4 separate regions of the Mus musculus genome follow, and regions 1, 2 and 4 are each linked to region 3. The links are chromatin contacts, called in public HiCAR-type and promoter capture Hi-C maps. All regions are on one chromosome and are shown on one strand. Each heading gives the region's core, a stretch centred on a gene start, on an enhancer-like site or on the middle of the called end of the contact. The rest is flanking DNA. Distances are from core to core; before and after follow the strand shown. Region 1 holds the start of Scamp1 (secretory carrier membrane protein 1). Region 2 overlaps Ap3b1 (adaptor-related protein complex 3, beta 1 subunit). Region 3 holds the start of Wdr41 (WD repeat domain 41). Region 4 overlaps Ap3b1 (adaptor-related protein complex 3, beta 1 subunit).

Region 1 (2,700 bases), core at 31-2,530, 690 kb after region 3:
AACAGGTGCTGAACCCTGAGTCAGAACCAGGTACAGGCAGCTGCCGAGGATCTGGGAGCAGAGCCCCCAATCTTAGATTCTTTCCACCTTGTGGTGATCACTGTTGGATGCCTACTTCCTAATTAGTTGGCTGCCTTAGAAGCAGCTGCTTTGTCATCCCAACCTGGATTCTACCAGACTACAGCACGTTGTGCGTGGGTGGGTGGGTGCGCTTTCACATTGGGGAAAGTTATTATTGCCTAGGTGACTTTGCCTAGCGCAAGGCCCTCAAAAAGCTATGGATAATTAAATCTGGGTTTTTCCAGTTCTTAGGTCCCTGCCAAATAAAAATAATTCTGGGTTCACCCAAGTGCCCTTCTGTTAAAAGTGGAAGGAAGGATAGAGTTGAGAAAGCCATGTCCTCTCAACAAGTTCCGGGTGGTGCAATGACTGATATGTCATTTACTGTAGTTTTCAATAATCATTCCCGGCACTTGGAAGAAAAAAGGCAAATATTAGGAGGTGTGTATTCTGCATCCAAATGCCTGAAAATAAACGTCAACAATTTCTCTTCCATTATCAGTAACTTGAGGGTCTGGGTCGATAGACTCTGCCACCTACTCGGCCGTCCCACGTGCCCCCACCCCCCATTATTTATGAGTGGGGAGGGAGGATGGGAGACAGAGGCTGCCCCCCCCCCCTCCCCGCAGTGAATGTTGCCTTTTCTTGGAGCAACTCCGGATCCTCAGCGCGAAGCCGCTTTCCGTGACTTCGCAGTAACCTGGGATCGGAGGACCGGCTGGGTTTCCCAGGTTGGGGTGTGTCGGGCAGCGATGTTTTAAGTTGCTTTAGGGTTCCTATCCTCTCTGGGGTCTGGAATCTTTGGTGTCTGCGGCGGATGTTTTCGCACCTCAGCTACTCGCTCTCCAAGTCTTGTCTCCCCCACCTGCCACGTGGGACCTGCGCGCACCGTCCTCCCCTACACAGGCCACCACCCCTTCCCCAAGCCGCACTAGGTGGGTCCACGGCCCGGGGCTTGGAACCTGCCCTCCGCCTGCGCTCGCCCTTCGGTCGGAGGCAGAGCCCGGAGCGCAGATCCAGGCGGGAAGGGACGGCCGGATGGCTGGGCGCCGCGGGCCTCCGCCGCACCGGGCATGCTCAGTGGCACGGCCGGCTCGGTGGCCCGCGAGCTGCACCCGGATCTGTGCGGCGGCGGCGGCGACGTGAGCGCGCAGGGGGGCGGCGGCCTCGCCTCGTCTGTGTCTCGGCGCCGGGCTCGGGTGGGTGACGCGCAGTGCCGGGGCAATGTCGGATTTTGACAGCAACCCGTTTGCGGATCCGGATCTCAACAACCCGTTCAAGGTGAGCGCCCGGCCGCGGCCCTGGCCCGCGTTGGGCGTCGCGGTGGCCGTGGAGGCCCTGTCGGGAGGGTCTCGGGACGCAGCGTCACCACTGGCCGCGCCACCAGCCAGGAGGCTCGCACCGGGCCGCGGACCGGCCGGACCGGGAGCCGGGTCCGGAGCGGAGCGGGGCATGTGTGGCCGCCACTAGTCCGGTCGGCACGGCGGGCCGCGGGGCGGGGGCCGGGAGGCCGGGGCGCCCGGGCTGGGGTTGTCATGGGGACCTGGCACCGGCGCTGCGTGCCGGTGACGGCCAAGGTGTGCGGGAGAGAGGCGCGGATACACGGACGCTGCGATAAAAGGATAAAGGGGTGTTTTTTATTATCAAAACTCGGTTGCTCCCAGAGCCACCAGTGGCGCTGCCAGAGGCCCCCTTCCCCACCGGGCCCAGTTTAGGGGAACGGGCATCAAACAGAAGTTAAAAATAAATAAACATCTGGAAACAATAGTGCACACGGGCATCTCCCCACCTAGCTGCTGTTAGGGAGGTGGACCCTGGGCCATTTTCCAAGCTGGGAGTGCGTCACCGGGGATCCGAGCTGTTTGAGGATTCCGTTCCTCACGTGAGTGAGCTCTTTCCTTCATGGAGTGGACCTGATCGGATCCCAAGCCTCAGAAGGGCTTGGCATAGAAATAAATGCCTAGGCAGGCCATTTAAATGTTAGGCATCTGCTCTAAAATTTAATGCCGCGTCCGAGAACTTTGCCTTGAAAAGTACTTTGGTTTTCTTAAAGACTGTGAGGCATAGCAAGGCAATTTCTTCCAACTGTTGGCTTGGTTAGTTCTTTCTTAATTGCTCTGACTGTGTGCAGCTCAAACTTTAATTTGTAGTCTCAAAGGTGAAGTAGGAACTAATTTGTGGGCACCCAAGTGCTGCTTCTGGCCTGTTGGGTTTACCTCTTTTTAGTCCTTTTGTGGCTTACCTGCAATATTGAAGCAAAAGGCACCCCTGTTCTGATGGTTTTAACCTCATGTCTTCATGAAGGATTCTTTTAATGAAGTTATCCCCCTTATACCTGACAGCTGGACTCATTTTGCAAAACTACAGAGAAAGCTGTTATGGTTGAGTTGACTGTAACTTTCAACACCTGGTCCTCCCGATCTATTCATTTGCTTTTTTGTTTTGGTTTTCATTGTTGTTTTGAGACAGGGTCTCACTAGGTAGTGTACCTGGCTTTGGAACTTTCTTTCCTTCTACCTCAGCCTGCCAAACTCTGTAATTGCAGATAAAAGGCTCAGGTACACTTTAAAGGGCGGTCCATGCTCCCTCAACCCCCTGAAGTTTTTGTTTCATTTACTATTGGACTCACTTCCATGTAGT
Region 2 (2,700 bases), core at 11-2,510, 520 kb after region 3:
TTTTCACCTAGCATAGAAAATATGCTTTTTATTCTAAGTGCAAAAGCTGCTGGCTACTGTGTGGCAGCCGTGAGAACAGACAGCATGCCAGCTTTCCGTCAAGTCCCTTCCAAGGCCTCCAAGCCTTGCTGCTTCCTGGGCAGCTTCATAGGTGCTCAGTTTGACTTCAAAGGAAGAAAGCAAGAACGAAAACCTTTCCATGGCTATAATTTTATCACAATATCAGCCATGTCAAATTCCTTTCAAATATTTGTTTCATAACAATAATATAATAATATAAAAATGACTAACGTGAATCAGCAGAAATCAGCGGTCATCAAAAACACTTGGAAATGTAAGAACTATACACTTCCTAACGTTGTAACAGCATTGACGTTAATCCATACTTAAACTGAACGCAGTAACAGAGAGGAAATTGGTCTACTTATGCAATGTAAAAGGGCCTAAGGGCTATGTCAAATCTATTCATGCAGTGTGATAAAACCGATACCCTTACTGTACACTGACTTCTGGAGAGGAAGAGGTTATTTCTAATGTTCCCAAGGTTACACTGCATTAAGACCTTACTCCCGATCTATTATTTTAAATTGGGCTAAAGAACAGTAATTGAGTGGTGCATTAAGTTTCCAGCCCGGAGCAATTCAAGTGGCCTTCCATAGTGAGAGGAACTTCTAAATGAGAACAGATAGGCAACTCAGAGCTCAGTTATGCTACATTTATTTTTCTTAAATATTTTATTATAAATTGCAACTCTAGAAATCAGAATTTTACAACATAACACAATTTATTGTCTGATTTAAGTATTTTTCTTTGGCAACATACTTAATTCTCTTTTCTAATTAAAAAGACAATCACAAAATAAAGGTATTAGAACATTTTAGACTCATGAGTATATTAAGATTAAAACAACAGTATTTTAATACTCTAAGCATTCATAATAGCAACATTTGAAAGAATTTTTTAAAAAATCAATAAATCAATTCCAACAATGAAAAAAAGTCAAGATAGTAGAGGAGAAAAAAGGGTAACATTGGGAATGTTCTAGAATTGAGTTTAAAAATTCTTTAGCAAACATTTTTAAAATGTAGAAACTTGTTTATAATAAGGAATAATAATAATAATAGTATATCAAATAGTAATGATATTTTATAAAAATTTCAGAAGACAGACAGGGAAACACAGGGCTAGAGTCCCAGCCCCCAGCAGGCAGGAACCAGGAAGGAAGCCCAGGCAGCCTGGGCTACATGAGGCTGTATCAAAAAACCAAACAAGGAAGCCTTGAGAAACTAACAAGGCCAGGGCTGGTATGCATTTGCTAGTTAGAAAACTAAGATCTTCAAATTCAATCCCTCCATCGCCTAAAGCTAAAACTAAAGCTGCAAATAAAAGAGTTTACCCTGCTCCCCAGGTTTATTCAACAACATAATAAGCAGAAGTGGTGAACTAAAATTCAACTAATAATACACCACGCACGCATGCACGCACAGGCAAGCGAGCAGGTGCACGCACACAAGGTCAAACATAGAATAACAGTCTTTATACAAACCCCTGCTTTTCAATATTCTCAAAGGCAAACTGGACTGTAAGTGACTGTGTGCGACTCTTTACTCTGAATGCCCTGAGCAAGTGGTTAAGTGCACTTTTCAAGCCCTCTAAGAGAAGGTACTTGCCACTGCCATTTTAACCCATTAACTTGCCTGCAAAAACAAATGATTCCTCCCCACCACAGTTATAAAAAGACATCTAGAGAGAATTTACAGATCGCTCTGTTCGCAGCTCAATTTAAAAGCTATTGTGTTTCAACAACAGCCCACTGCACTGGACAATAATCTAAAGTAAAGCTACAAAATCATCAATTTTATTTATTTAAATTTGCCAAAGGCAGAATGAGTAGCTATCTAAGCGAGCTGCACACTAACAGCAAGTCAGACCCCAACAGTCTGTATCTAGGCTCTATATGCATTAAAAACTTAGAACTGAATTGTGTGTCAGTGTCAAGGTGCAGTGAAGGGGAACTCGTGACACAGCAGTGTCCAGTGAGGCATCTGGACAAACATGCATGACGTGCCACTCACTGTCCTTCCAGAATAACATCCAAGTGTTCTTTCATGGCACCTGTAACGTGGAAATATTACACCAAAGCCCACGACAGCAACCCTCAAGCAGTGTGCATGTTATTCTGGAGCAACCTTCCCAGAAAAGCAGTTACAAATGAAGGACACACCAAAGGACACTATGGTCACAACCAGAGCACACAGGATGACTGCTACAGCCAGCGTTTCCTCAGTGTGGATGAGCTCAGGAAGGAGAACAATGTGAACATTAGTCTTCATGTGTCAACTTTGCTACTCCCTAAATAAGCAATGACATCCGTCTTAATATGACAAAATCTATCAATGTTCTGTCCTCTTTAAACCCTGCACACCTAACATCTAAAGAGTCCCTATATACAATCTGTCACAGAACTTTTGAAGACTGGCTGATTTCTCAGATGTCCACAAAAACAGTATGCTTGCAGCTCTACCACTAACTCCACTGGGAACGTCAGGACACTGGAGCAAGAGTGGGGCAAAGCAAAAAGTTGCCCATGTGTCCCAGCTCATCAGTGGTGGTGCCAGCACTGAAGTGTGACCCTGAACCTCCAAATCCCCCTTGGACCACTGGAAGAGACAAGGGGAGGCAGCAACCTGAAAAAGGGCT
Region 3 (2,700 bases), core at 117-2,616:
GAAGGCAGCACAGCAGCCTGTGCTAACGACACACACCTCGTAACTTAACTCTACAGGGGAAGTCTCAATTGGCCCCCTTTCTGGAGGCAAATTCAGTACAATTTCACCATAAGAAGCTTTGTTCTTAACCAAGGTTTCTTAAGTCTGACAAGCGAGTTTGGACTACGTTAAGTTTCTGTTCCTGAGACCTCTCCTGGGTGTTAGGATAGACAGCAGCATCCTTCTTCTATACACAGTGCCCCCATCACACCTACCCATGGCCAACAGTAGACACTGTACTATCCTCTGGGGACAAGATTACCCCAGGACTGAGAATCACTTAGACTGGAAGGCTGACTGTAATTCATAAGTAATGTTCTCTCATTCATTAGGAAAAATCACCAGCTCTTATAGTGTACATATTCAAGGCAGTTACACAATTGAAGTACTTTTGTGTGGAAAAGAAAACGTAAGATCCAGCATGCTATCCCATGGTGATGGTTTTGCATTTATCTGGTCTCTTTTCTAGCTGTCACTCAATTATGTGAGAGTTTTACCAGGTATGACAGAACTGAATAAAATAGTGTATTCACTAAATAAGCAAATAGTCAAATATATGTTATGTGTCCATTCAATAATCCACAATTCTTCCATAACCCTAAGGACTTCAAATTATATAAAATAAGTGATTTAAAAAAATCACGTGTCAATGTCAAAGCTATGAGGAAGTTAAAACTGCCAAGTTTGCAATAATCCAAACTGTAAAATGCTTCCTATAAGGAAGGAAGTGTAACACAAATTGTTGTGTGGCACATGAAGTAAATTTCAGATGTCAACATTTTTAAGGTGACAAAATTATTTTTTCAATGTGACGATGAGACCATACATGTACTAAATAAACAGAAATCATTTTCTCACTTAGCTTCTCGGAAAGCAACTAGTTAAATTTACGTTCCTTAAGCAAATTCGAGTCCCGGCTGAGAAGACTTATCGGTTCAAATAAATCAAGAGTGGCAGTCACTCCTGCTGGTTTGTAGTTAAGTCCCAGTTTCTTAGCAGAGGCCAGGTGGCCCTGAGCAGCCGCTTCCGGCGCTCGCCGCAGGCCCCGCCCCGGCCCCGCCCCCGGGCCCCCGCGCATTACCTCGGCTAGGCCCTGCGGCTCGCGGCCTCCTCCGATCAGCCAGCGCAGCATCGGGCCGGGGCGTCCGCGGCCCACGGAGCGAGGGCCGCCGCGGCGCAGGTGCTGGGGCTGCGGCCGAGTGAGCCTGGGGCGAGGCAGCGGGAAAACAGAAGTCTCGTTGGGGCGCCCGCACTGAAGGCCGCGACGGCGGAGGCGGAGGTTCCGCGTCCCCAGTGAGCACGCGCGTGGGCGCCGCGCGGTTGGCGCAAGAGCTCAGGTCGCTCGGGCGCCCCCTAGTGGGCGTGCGCTGCGGCCATGTCGCCGCAGGACCAGCGCTTGTCTAAATCCTGTGTAGCTACGGCGCCCCTTAAACACACTAGCAAGTCTCCTGGTTTCCCAACAGCCAGATGGAGAGGGTGTGCCTGCAGTAGACTTCTGCTCCTGGACGAATCTAGTGGCGTTCTTGTACACCAAGCAGCCAACATTGTGTGCCACAGAATAAGGACTGTACCAAACCCTAACGCCTCCCTTTTTACAGACCAAGAAACTGACCCGCTTAAAGATTAAGTAATGTGTCTAAAGATAAAAGCCAGCAGGTGGCCATGATGGAATTAAGACTTGCTCGGTAAACTTCAAAACCGGTTCTTACACATTGCCTGGACTGTCTTCCAAAGCAGGAAGTATAAAGCGAAGGAATCCGTTCCCTGGCTGTGCTGCTGAAACATGGAGCGACATTTCTAGCTCCAAACATTCTATGTCAGCCTCTAAATTTTCTTAATAGTTACACGACTGGTTATACAACCTGGCTTCGTATCAAAAATTACCTGGACACTTTTGAAAATGTAGACTAGGAAAAGCAATCTCTAGTTGGCACATAGAAATCAAAGTTTGAGGGGACTAATATCCAATATATATATAAAAAACCCAAGAAGGTAGACTCCAGAAAATCAAATAACCCCATTAAAAATGGGGCTCAAAGCTAAACAAAGAATTCTCATCTGAGGAATACCGAATGGCTGAGAAGCACCTGAAAAAAATGTTCAACATCCTTAATCATCAGGGAAATGCAAATCAAAACAACCCTGAGATTCCACCTCTCAACAGTCAGAATGGCTAAGATCAGGTGACAGCAGATGCTGGTGAGGATGTGGAGAAAGAGGAACACTCCTCCATTGTTGGTGGGATTGCAAGCTTGTACAACCACTCTGGAAATCAGTCTGGCAGTTCCTCAGAAAATTGGACATGGTACTATCGGAGGATCCCACAGTACCTCTCCTGGCCATATATCCAGAAGATGTTCCAACTAGTAAGAAAGATACATGCTCCACTATGTTCATAGCAGCCTTATTTATAATAGCCAGAAGCTGGAAAGAACCCAGATGCCCCTCAACAGAGGAATGGATACAAAAAATGTGGTACATTTACACAATGGAGTACTACTCAGCTATTAAAAAGAATGAATTTATGAAATTCCTAGGCAAATGGATGGATCTGGAGGGCATTATCCTGAGTGAAGTAACTCAATCACAAAAGAACTCAAATGATATGTACTCACTGATAAGTGGATCTTAGCCTAGAAACTTAGAATACCCAAGATATAA
Region 4 (2,700 bases), core at 169-2,668, 590 kb after region 3:
ACAGTGTACTTACATATAATAATAAATAAATCTTTTTTAAAAATCCAACTAAAATATAACCAGTATTTTATGTTAACTAGATAGTAGAAATAACTATGTATAAAAACTGCGAGGCTGAGGAGATGGTTTGGGCATTCGATGAGGGTGAAGGCATGACACATGCAGCCCTGATAGCCAGGGTCAATCCCCAGAGCCCACATAAGAAGCTGGCAGGGATGGCGTGCATCTACAATCCTAGCACTCCATGGTGAGACAGAGGCAGAGAGGGGGATCTTGCAGAAGCTTGTGGTCAGGCACCCTGGAGCACACACTCAGCACAGCACTCACGAGAAGGTGAGAATTGACTCCAGAAGGCCGACTTCTGACCCCCATATGCACACTACAGATCACGCGTGCCCCACCCCAAACAAATAAGTAAACAAATGTTTGGGGCTGGCGAGATGCCTCTTTGGTTACGATCACTCACTGTTCTTCCAATGGGACAGGGATTCTATTCCCACCACCCACAGCCATCTGTAACTCCAGGTCCTAAGGATCTGACCTCTGAGGGCACCAGGCTCACGCATGGTACAAACACACACTCAGGAGAAACATTCATGCACACAAAATGAAATAGATATTTTAAAAGAAAAACTGTCTCTGAAGATTTACTATAAATCTCACTGTAGTAAACTTAGAATCCCCTTTTCTAACATCTCAGGCTCTTCAAAACTCAGAGACAAATAGAAGGCTGTGGTGATGTGGGTGGGGAACAGGGCATCTCAAGCCACTCCTCCTCCTACTTTGTCCTGTTCCTTCGTTTTACATAATGATACTAAGTGGAAATACTAAAACCTAAAAGAAACATTTTAAATTGTATTCCTGTTGAGGAAACACACACACAAAACAGAAATAGATAGGAACTAAGAAGAAATGATTAGACACCCAAATGCCAGAAAAGGGGAAGCCTTTCTCCTTGGTTTCACTTTCCTTTTCCCTAAGAATGTTCCAGAACTTTCCTCGCCAGTGTTACCTGGAGAGAGAAATGGACAATGAGGAAGAAGAAATATCAATTTTAGGACCTGTCTACCACTCACCCAGACATCACCTTGCTCGGTCCTAACGGAAGCCTGGCTAGTCCCTGCTACATTCGTGCAAACAAGGACCTCTTTTCAGCCACCCTATGTCCTGTCCTGTTCTCTAAAACTAAAACCGAGAAATCAGGATGCCTTTGGTGCTGCCCCAGGGAAGAGCTACTAACTCTCAGGTCCAAGGGAACAGAAATAAGCTCTACTTCAGCCAGAGGCAGTGCCCAACTTCCCCAAGCCCCAATCTGTCACTATGACTTCCCAGATAGTGCCTTCCCCAATGCCCCTTTGCTTGTCACCAAAACAGGAAGGATTAAAAGAGCTGACACCTTCTTGTCAGTCTCGGATGCACTGTCTCTTCCTGCTCCTAAGTCAATGCCTTCAGAGTGTGTACTCAAAACTGACCAGGACCATGTGTTACTACATGACACTTAGAAATTAAGAAATGTTTATAAATTCAAGGTACTTGTTTGAAATAACGTTGAATTAGCAGTATTTGAAACACCATGTGTTATCTGCTTCAAACGCAGGCTTCCTTTTCTTTCCCTGCTTCTTCACTTACCCTCAATCTGAGGGAACTGACTTTATTTTTACATAAGTGACATCTTGTGGTGTTAAATGGTATAACTGTTCTATCCCATTCAAAATAAGCCTAAAAGTTTCAAGGAACAAGAAATGCATTGCTGAAAAGCTAAAGCAAACCTCATTTGGACTGGGAAAGGCGCTTGTACTCTACCAGAATAAACCAGAATACTGCCCAAAGCAACATGGGACGAGTCACGCAGGACAACCTGGGAGGGAGGTAGAGTATCGGTGGACTTTCTTTTTCATAAATCTGAAACCCAGAACTTATTACAACACTACTCCTGACCCCTCCTTCTCTTCCTCCACTCATTGTAAAGCAGTATAAACAAAGAGGAAACTGAAATCCAGCAGGCACCATGCTCATCAGTGCCACTCAAAGTACTACCTAGACACATGGAGGCACTCAAAGTCACATACTTGGAAAGTTGGAAGAGTAATTTGACAGTATAATTTTATGTTTATTGAATCCAATAAAAATGGGGTGGTATTGTACATACTTTTTCCACTGTATTTTTCTAGTAATTTATTTTTATTGAATTTTATAGAAGTGTTCATCCATGACAGACTGGAATTTTTCAAAGAAAGAAAAGCTCTTTAGCAGTTTGAGAGCAGAGCTCACACAATTAACTTGTCAGCCTTACTGTGGTGTGACTTATTATAACATTCTCCAATTCTAAGAGTATACTTTGTTCAGTTTTCAAACATGGGTAAAATCCTGCAATCACTAGCTACATCAACCACAGGACACTCCCTCCAACCTTGCCCACAACCTTTACAGCCAGATTCTCACTCCCCAACATCGTGATGGGTTGCTACCACTCTGACCCTGTATTTTCTAAAACTTCATACAAGCAGAGGTCATTCTAGCAGCTATAAAGCAGCTATAAAGCAGCTATAGAGCAGCTGGCAATATGTGTGTGCCCTCTGCACACAGACTAAGTGGTCCTTCCATGGCAGATTCAGTATATCTACAACAACTTCGTAATACTCATCCGGGTCTTAGCTGTCATCAGTCTGTGAAACACTGTCACCACACAGGCCAGGGTGG

What was found. Promoter capture Hi-C pulls out the DNA fragments that hold promoters and counts their contacts. HiCAR-type assays count read pairs that join an accessible place to other places.
Region 1: a HiCAR-type map of astrocytes shows a contact between it and region 3, with 2.3 times the contacts expected there. The contact joins the promoter of Scamp1 here to the promoter of Wdr41 in region 3. A contact is called at or near these places in 4 of 39 promoter capture datasets (hippocampal neurons, liver, pre-B cells and 1 more) and 2 of 115 datasets of contacts at active chromatin or transcription factors (astrocytes and embryonic forebrain).
Region 2: a contact with region 3 is called in a promoter capture Hi-C map of pre-B cells, with 3 times the contacts expected there. The contact joins the enhancer-like site here to the promoter of Wdr41 in region 3. A contact is called at or near these places in 9 of 39 promoter capture datasets (the C10 cell line, the HPC-7 cell line, cranial neural crest and 4 more) and 5 of 115 datasets of contacts at active chromatin or transcription factors (astrocytes, cardiomyocytes, embryonic basal ganglia and 2 more).
Region 4: a contact with region 3 is called in a promoter capture Hi-C map of pre-B cells, with 2.5 times the contacts expected there. The contact joins the enhancer-like site here to the promoter of Wdr41 in region 3. A contact is called at or near these places in 5 of 39 promoter capture datasets (the 3T3-L1 cell line, HPC-7-derived erythroid cells, pre-B cells and 1 more) and 2 of 115 datasets of contacts at active chromatin or transcription factors (astrocytes and stem cell-derived neural progenitor cells).

Annotation. Positions count from the first base shown.
Region 1 is chr13:94,283,861-94,286,560 of GRCm38.p6, reverse strand. It overlaps Scamp1 (secretory carrier membrane protein 1), which reads left to right and starts at 1,280. Exons shown (of 9, transcript NM_029153.1): 1 at 1,280-1,341. The coding sequence starts at 1,285.
Region 2 is chr13:94,458,936-94,461,635 of GRCm38.p6, reverse strand. All of the region lies in intron 14 of Ap3b1 (adaptor-related protein complex 3, beta 1 subunit), which reads right to left. Among named protein-coding and RNA genes, the nearest start is that of Ap3b1, 100 kb to the right of the region's middle. Within about 2 kb of position 1,260, at least 9 of the 459 cell types and tissues checked have an H3K27ac peak or open chromatin away from gene starts, as enhancers often do. A contact at or near this core is called in the HPC-7 cell line, where this site is marked.
Region 3 is chr13:94,975,010-94,977,709 of GRCm38.p6, reverse strand. It overlaps Wdr41 (WD repeat domain 41), which reads right to left and starts at 1,366. Exons shown (of 14, transcript NM_172590.3): 1 at 1,121-1,366. The coding sequence starts at 1,171.
Region 4 is chr13:94,380,864-94,383,563 of GRCm38.p6, reverse strand. The region is part of intron 1 of Ap3b1 (adaptor-related protein complex 3, beta 1 subunit); the gene reads right to left. Among named protein-coding and RNA genes, the nearest start is that of Ap3b1, 23 kb to the right of the region's middle. Within about 2 kb of position 1,418, at least 113 of the 459 cell types and tissues checked have an H3K27ac peak or open chromatin away from gene starts, as enhancers often do. A contact at or near this core is called in pre-B cells, where this site is marked.